Linked DNA regions of Mus musculus: region 1 is linked to region 2. Evidence: chromatin contacts called from public HiChIP or PLAC-seq data. All regions are on one chromosome and are shown on one strand. The core of a region is the stretch at or near the end of the contact, and the rest is flanking DNA. Distances in the headings are between cores, read along the strand shown.

Region 1 (3,833 bases), core at 39-2,538, 47 kb before region 2:
GCCATTAACCTTTATTTTGTACGTTACTATAACACTTGCTGTCAGGTCGGGGCTGTGGCAGGCTTGGTTGTAGAGTGCTTGCTTAGTATGCATGAGATCCTAGGTTTGATTCCCCAGCACCAAACCAAACCAAACTGCTATCAGCAGCTCCAGAGACAACCAACAGGCTGCAGAGGAAGCACGTCTATGTTTCTATTCCACACAGGTTGGTGTGGAAGAAAGGAGTATGGTAGCACATGGCTGTAATCCTGGCACTTGGGAAACTGGGGCAAGAATTCCAAGAGTTCAAGGACATTCAGGATTATACAGTAAAAGTTACCTGAAAACAAGAATAAGAGACCCAGTGAGATAAAAAGAAGTCGAGGAAAATACGTATCTTTATCTTCTGTTCCTTAGTATCATTTTGGCCTCTTCTAGGCAAAGAATGTATACAGCAGTTGGCTGAGAACACCAGGTATTTCAGGAGACGCCTGAAGGAAATGGGGTTCATCATCTATGGCAATGAAGACTCCCCGGTGGTGCCTTTGATGCTCTACATGCCGGCCAAAATTGGGTACATTGTGTGGATGGCACAATCCAGTCTGTCGTTAGACAGAGGGTATCGTGGGGCTGGAGTGAGGGAAGAAGTTGCTACACAGGCAGGAATTCTTTTTTTTTTTTTTTTCCTTCCTTGCAAGCCTTTTTGAAAGAAAATGTCACTAGTAGCCCTAGCTGGCCAGGAATTCACTGTATAAATTGAGCTCTGCCTCCCAAGTACTGGGATTAAAGGTGCTACTCCCATACCTGTCATAGGCAGGGTTTTTTTATTTTTATTTTTTTATTCCCAGCCTGTGAGCAAATTAAGGGAAGAGTAAAAATAAGTCAAGTATGGTGCTGGAGAGATGGCTCAGCGGTTAAGAGCACTGACTGCTCTTCCAGAGGTCCTGAGTTCAATTCCCAACAACCACATGGTGGCTCACAACCTCTGAAATGGGATCCAATGCTCTCTTCTAATGTGTCTGAAGACAGCTAGAGTGTACTCATAAATGAAATAAATAACTCTTTAAAAAAAAAAAAGAGTCAAGTAGCCAATAAGATAAAACAGAAAGCATAATTCGGTAAACAAAACAAAATCAAATTAGAATTCCTTTTTCAGTCAAGCTTCAGTTGTAGAATAAGGCCACAAGACAACTGTAATGAAGTTGTATAACAGTTGTAGAATTTGAGTAACCTTCTGACCTACAGAGCCTCAAACGGCCTGTACCCTAGAAGCAGCTTTAGTCCTAAGTAGGTTCTTTGTTTTAGCTTTTGTTTTTTAAATTCCTGGTCTAGAGAACCAGTCCCAGCAGCCAACCACCCTAAGGGCAGCAGAGAGATGTCCCTGTTACACAGGTCCTCTGTCCTCACAGACTGAAGAGGACAGAGGTTATAACGCAGATTTATTTTGAAATCTTAACCACTATTTCCTTTCAGGAGCAGGCCATCACCTAAAGCAAACTTTATTAGAACTGGTCCTTTCCAGTTACATTCTAACAGAGAACTGGAATAACAGAATTTTTAGAACATCAGTCTTGAGTGTTTAAGTGCCGTCAAATACCCAGGCCAGTAAGACCTGGTACTGGCTGCTATTTCTTTTTTGTGGTTGTTGTTTGGTTTTTCTTTTTCTTTTTCAAGGCAGAATTTCTCTGTCTGCACTAGAACTAACTCTGTAGATCAAGCTAGCCTGGAACGAGTGCTGGGATTGAAGGCCACATCACCAAGCAGTCATTGCTTTCATTTCCTGGTTTCCCTTTGTAGCGCCTTTGGAAGAGAGATGCTGAAGCGGAACATTGGTGTAGTTGTGGTGGGATTTCCTGCTACCCCGATCATTGAGTCCAGAGCCAGATTTTGCCTGTCAGCAGCTCATACCAAAGAAATACTTGACACTGTAAGTACCTTTGATCAATACTAAAAGAGGTTGTGTGTGTATCAGACGGTGTAGTCACCTGATGTTGAGCACTTGGGACCTGGCTGCTGAGACAGTGGCAGGCAGTGCTATTGAAAATGGCCCTTTCTAAGCAATTGCAGAGTCTTCCAAATCATCCATCCAATCCAGTTCCAAGTTCTGGAAAACTGGCTTCCTCTGTGTTGCTTGGTGACAGGGTCTCCATAAGTAGTCATGGTTGCCACAGAACTCACTGTACCACACTGGAGATCCTCCTGCCTCAGCCTCCTGGCTGATGGCATTGTAGGTTTGAGCTTCCTCCCTCAGGTCAGCCTCCACCTGCACTGTTGTCTCCTTCCTCTTGGATCTAAAGCTGAAGGTCTCTTTCCAACTGTTTGTAATTTACGCCTTCTCCTTTGATGCTACCCTTACAAGCTCTTCCTCCATGTGTGGCTGCTGTACATTGGTCCCAGCTAAAGGAGCCTTGCTGGGTGTCCCCTTGAGACCTAAGACGCCCCCCCCCCCAAACACACACCCCCCAAATTCTTTAAACTATAATGGTTTCATTGTGGGTTGGTTTGAGGGGAGTTGATACTGTGCTTTTTTGTTTTTCTTTGTTGGGCACAGACTGGTCTGCAACTCACAGAAACCTGCCTATCTCTCTCTGCCTCCCATCACTGAGATTATAGGATGCCAGCTAAGATCCATTAATCTTAATGAGTTCTGTAAACCCTTGTTTTTAAAGTACCATAACAATCTCTTTGACTTTTTTGTTCGTTTTGTTTGTTTTGTTTTGTATTTTAAGACAGGGTCTCCCTATGTAGCTTTGGCTATCCTGGAGTTCTTTATGTAAACCAAGCTGGTCTTGAACTCACAGAAATAACCTGCCTCTATCTTTAGAATGCTGAGATTAAAGGGGTGTGATACCATGCCCAGCTAACATTTTCTGTTTCTTAACACTTTTGACCTTTCTTCCCTGTATATACAAAATGAAATTTCTCTCATTAAACATACATTCCTAACCGGGCATTGGTGGCACACACCTTTAATCCCAGCACTCAGGAGGCAGAGGCAGGTGGATTTTTGAGTTCAAGGCCAGCCTGGTCTACAGGGTGAGTTTCAGGACAGCCAAGGCCACACAGAGAAACCCTGTCTGGGGGAAAAAAAAAACAGCAAAAAAAAATGTGTGTGTATATATACATACACACACACACACACACACACACACACACACACATATATTCCTGACCTGGGCATAATAATGTGTGCCTTTGGTAATCCCAGCATTTAGGAAGTTGAAGCAGGAGGAGTGCAAGTTTGAAACCTGCCCAGGATACGTAACAAAAACTTTCTCAAAAACAAAACAAAACAGGAAAAAAACTTTAAGATTTTTTTTTTTATTAGAACACTTTACTAGTGATTGATCTTCATTCTTTAAGTGACCAGCATGATACCCCGGTATTGTAAACTGTAGGTGTTATGTGTGAGCCCACATTCTGACATTACCCAGTTGGTCCAGCTTATTGATCCCATTTTTTTTCTCTAGTTGGAGTACTATTTTTAGATAATAAATGTTTCTATACTGACTTTTTTTTAAGATTATAATTATATCATTTTCCCTTCCCTTTTCTCCTTCCATCCCCTCCGGTGTTCTTGCTCTTATTCAAATTCATGGTCTCTCTCTCTTTTTTTAACTTGGGGTGTGTGTCTGTCTGTCTATAATACATACACTCAGCACGTAAAATATAGATTCAATAAAGCTGTACTGAAAAATGGGAAGGACAGGGCATGAGCTCAGAGAGGGCAGTGTCCACGAGTGTCCCCTTACTCAGCAACATAGCACTTTCTCATAAGGATCCATCTTCTCCTTAGAGTGCATTTGTATAGAATGGACACAGCATACAAAAAGTCTGTTAGAGCTGATAGATGG
Region 2 (3,976 bases), core at 1,272-3,771:
AGGTTGGGGGGACACACATATGCAAGTGCCCTCAGAGGTCAGAGCCTTCTCATGTTGGAGTTATAAATGGGTGCTGGGAACTGAACTCCAATCTCTGGTCCCCGATTTCTTTAAAGACATTTTTGGATGGAGGACTTCTCTCCCTCTCCCCCTAGAGTTCACCGCCATTTTCCTATCTTCAGTTTCCCAAGTGGTGGGACTATAGGTATGTGTTAACAACATCTAATGGGTACCTGATCAATTCTATCCTATCAACCCTGTGGGTTGTTTTTTTTTTTTTTCTTTCTAAATTGAGTAACTGTTGTTGCATAGTGGACTAAGTTTTAGGGTACATGTTAACTATGACAAAACTCACTCTGTGTCTGTACGCCTCAGTTTTTCAGTGTATTATATAAAAAGGAGACTAGACAAGATATATATAGTTCCTTCTAGGTAACAATACTTCAGATATACATTGAAAAAGCAAAAATTATAGACAGATCTATCTACTTTCATCTTTACTACTCACTTGGGAAATATTCCATTCAGCCCAATTCTCCCCCCTAGGGGTATTACAGAAGGGACATTAAATTATAAGATGGTAAAACAGCCCCAAATCAGATGTATAATTAGCTATGATAGTACAGTGATATAAGATTTGCACTGGAAGTAGAAAGTGATTGAAGCTAAAAGAAACATCCCCCCCTTTTAAAAATCATTCATTCATGAGACAAATGATGGAACTGACGAGATCAAGCAGATAAATTCATTTGGCGTCCCACTGAGTGCCCAATGCCGCTTGCCTTCAAAGCAACACCGTCTTCTCTCTTCAAGAGTTTGTCAGTGCTCAGAACCTCTCCAGCAAGGATCAGAGCTATGGCAACGGGGCTATAACCTCTTCCCTGGCAGCCTGGCAGGCCTTACCTGTCCAGTTCAGTTTGATGGTCCACTCATAGAAGAAGATAAGTTTGCCTTTCCTGTTGTTGATGGATGCCTCCCCATCAAGCTTGTTCACTTCGGTCACCTCGCACTTGCCCTCTTCATTTTCTACTCGAACGGCCAGGAACAGGGTTTTCAGTTTCTCTGTGGACCAATTTGAAGCATCTCTCTCTGTCCTGCAAGACAGAAGCAGCGCTAAGGGCTGGCAGTCAAGAGGAGAACGCACTGTTTCATTCAGCAGGTGACTGCAAGGTTAAAGGAGGCAGAAAACAACCCAACCCTCTCAATTCTACCCTAGAATGTCCACAAACATGCTACTTTTAGGAATCCAAAGGGGTGGCGAGTTGTCAACAAAGAGAGGTGCTGTGCAAACCAAGTTAATACTTTCCAGTCTTAGCACAATGAGCCTTGACCGTTAAAATGGCGCCCCCATTTGGCCAAGAAGAAAGATGTGACCATACTGCTTAAGTCAGGAGAGCAAAGACAAGCAAGCATTTTTGCTAAGAACTTCAGTTTAAAAAAACAAAACAAACCAACAATAATGCTAGCCTCATTAACAGTGTTGTGTCCCGTTCAGTGTTCAAACTTTGCCCTACACATCCTACATCCTCTAGACAGTGTCACAAAGTCCACAAGAAAAATTACATCAAGTAGAATGTTAAAAAGAGACAGGTTGAAGGGGGAAAAAAAAGACGGTAAAAATCAATTCTTTGCCCTTCTAGTACAGCTATTTAAAAATCAAAAAGCTATAACTGAGGAAAAAAAATATAATGTCTGTAAAGTTCAGTGGCACTCCAAATAACTTTGTTTCCAGAAGATTTCTGAGAGATGAGGCAGCTTCCAAGACCGGTTAGGCTGTAAAATCATGACTGCCGGGCAACCTGGAGTTGTTACAACAGAACTTAACAGTTCCGGGTAGGAGACTGCATTGCGTTCAGCATCCCGAAGCTCCAAGTGCCCTGCAGATCACGTTCCAAAGCTTCTCACGCTGGACTGAGGCAGTAGTCCCCTATGACTTTTGCTTTCACTGTAACCCGCAAACCAACAACTACCGCGCCTGGAGCTCTCGAATTCCCCAGCAGACTCCCAACACAATCGGCAGGGGTCTGGATCTCAAGGACGCCTGCGGCCACGTGTAGGAAGTATCACCCGGCTCAGGCTGGATGCAGCAACTAGGGCACTCTGTTCTCGCTCTGAAATTCCTCCTTGGGGACTCAGCAGTCCATGTCGAACCCATCGCCCCTAAGACTGTGATGGTGGCGAGGGATGGAGGGGACCCCTGCTACAGAAAGGACTCACGCCCAACCCCAGGCCAGGGTTACTTGGGTCCCGTACTCGCCAAGGTCCCAGACACCTCCAACCCCTAGCCTGTTAACAGTGCTCCTGCGGCCTGTCTTGCTGGCCCATACCAGTGCCAGTTGTTGACGTTGGTGGCGTCCGCCCGCTCCTCCACGATCCAGCGTGGGTCTCCCTCACCCCACTTGGCCATCAGCTCACTTATCGCACCGCTACCAGCTCCCAAGCAGCCGCAGCCACAGCCTGAGGACCGCTCGGTCCCAGCCGCCTGGCAGCGCCTGGAAACTACTAGAAGCAGCACAGCACCTCCTGGCTTGCTTTTCCCTCCACCCCAACCCCCTCCCAGCCTTAACTTCCGGCTCCTCCTCGCTCTTACCGGGTACTTCCGTTCCAGCTCGCCGAGCCGTAGGTTCCGTAACTTCTGGCGTTCCTTCCAGCTCTCTCAGTTTATCTTAAAAGCTCTTAAGTCTAGGCCCTCAAGATCCTAATCCCCACCGGCTAGGACACAAAATATTCCTCTCATTGTCTCCTTGGGCCCTAAACCGACCTTGCTGAGCCTGATGGGAGTTGTAGTCTTTAAACCAACCCTTCCGATAACTGCGGAAGGTCATGCTGAAAGTAAAGGAAATGACCTAGCACTATGCGCTAGTATTTCTGGGAATGCTAGTCCAGAAGCCTCGCGGCCCGCAGGGAGGACGAAAGAATGATAGAGGTTATGGAACTACAACTTCCAGGATGCTTTGCGGGTATTCCTTTCACCTTCTTCAGACTCTTCTCCGCTGTCCCCTTCTGCTCTTCTCTATGCCTCACAGCCTGTTTAGAAAGGCTGGTCCAGCGGCTGAGCCTGGCGCTGTCCTGAGAAGGAGCGCTCGGTGTGGAAGAGGTGAGGGTGTCCCAAGCCCCTGTCTAGGCCTCGTGTCTAGGTGAACCCACCCTCTCCGCACCCTTTTCTTTCCCTGTCTTTTCTGAGGCATCCTTACACTCTCACTCCGACCTTCTTCTGTCGGGACCACTCTTGGGAGCTCCGAGATGGGGCTTTCCAGCAAGCCTCAAAGCAGCTTACTCAACATTTGGTTCTGAATATGTCTTCTCAGGCACCCTCTAGGCTCTGGTGTTTGTGGTAGATGCGTGGTTTCCTGGACCTTGCTCCTGTAATCCAATCTCTCAGGTCTTTGTTCTCAAACATCGCCTTAAAAACCTAGCTTAACTTCCAGTAGCTGGTTTCTACAGTACCCTGAGGCAAGGAACCTCTTGGTTGTAGGGTTTTGGTTTTTGGTTTTGTTTTGTTTTGTGTTTTAAACGGGTCCTGTTTTCCCTATGTCGTGTTCCCGTCCTCTCGCATCTGTCCCCCTATCCATGTCAGACTGTCAGTGTACAGGTGACGATAAGATCAAATCTCGGAAGCATTTTAAATCACGTTGAAGCCCGCTTTCCTTTGAGCATTCTTAGAGTTATAAATTGTTACCATTTTACTTACCACGTAAATCACGGTCTCTTTTGTCACTCGAAATACAATGTATCCACTACTGTAAAAAGAGTCTTAAGAATTCTTGGTGAAGTACTAAGTTTGTTAGACATATTCTCTACCTATTTCTAGTTACCATTGTAAAGATCTGTCTAGTTTTCCCAAAAGTGAAAAAAGAAAAGAAAGAGTCTAGGATCCAAAAACCCTGGATTGTAGTTTGGAGTAGAAGTGATTTAGTAAAGTTGTGATGTTTACTGCTTCTGAGCTTTGTTCCCCTGGTCGGTGGGAATCTCCCAG

Evidence for each region. HiChIP or PLAC-seq counts read pairs in DNA pulled down with a chosen protein or histone mark.
Region 1: a contact with region 2 is called in an H3K27ac HiChIP or PLAC-seq map of embryonic stem cells, with 19 read pairs. The contact joins the enhancer-like site here to the promoter of Ahsa1 in region 2. A contact is called at or near these places in 17 of 39 promoter capture datasets (the 3T3-L1 cell line, 3T3-L1-derived adipocytes, the C10 cell line and 12 more), 1 of 15 datasets of contacts at CTCF or cohesin (the NIH/3T3 cell line), 43 of 484 Hi-C or Micro-C datasets (CD8 T cells, ECoMG-derived neutrophils, the G1E-ER4 cell line and 20 more), 24 of 115 datasets of contacts at active chromatin or transcription factors (the 230-238 cell line, CD8 T cells, the HPC-7 cell line and 12 more) and 5 of 9 other capture datasets (adipose tissue, embryonic stem cells, liver and 2 more).

The regions. Positions count from the first base shown.
Region 1 is chr12:87,310,771-87,314,603 of GRCm38.p6, reverse strand. Sptlc2 (serine palmitoyltransferase, long chain base subunit 2) reads left to right here. Exons shown (of 12, transcript NM_011479.4): 10 at 418-553; 11 at 1,777-1,906. Among named protein-coding and RNA genes, the nearest start is that of Ism2, 13 kb to the right of the region's middle. Within about 2 kb of position 1,288, at least 5 of the 459 cell types and tissues checked have an H3K27ac peak or open chromatin away from gene starts, as enhancers often do. A contact at or near this core is called in embryonic stem cells and induced pluripotent stem cells, where this site is marked.
Region 2 is chr12:87,265,273-87,269,248 of GRCm38.p6, reverse strand. Ahsa1 (AHA1, activator of heat shock protein ATPase 1) reads right to left here and starts at 2,521. Exons shown (of 9, transcript NM_146036.2): 1 at 2,328-2,521; 2 at 904-1,094. The coding sequence starts at 2,407. Vipas39 (VPS33B interacting protein, apical-basolateral polarity regulator, spe-39 homolog) reads left to right here and starts at 2,963. Exons shown (of 20, transcript NM_001142580.1): 1 at 2,963-3,097.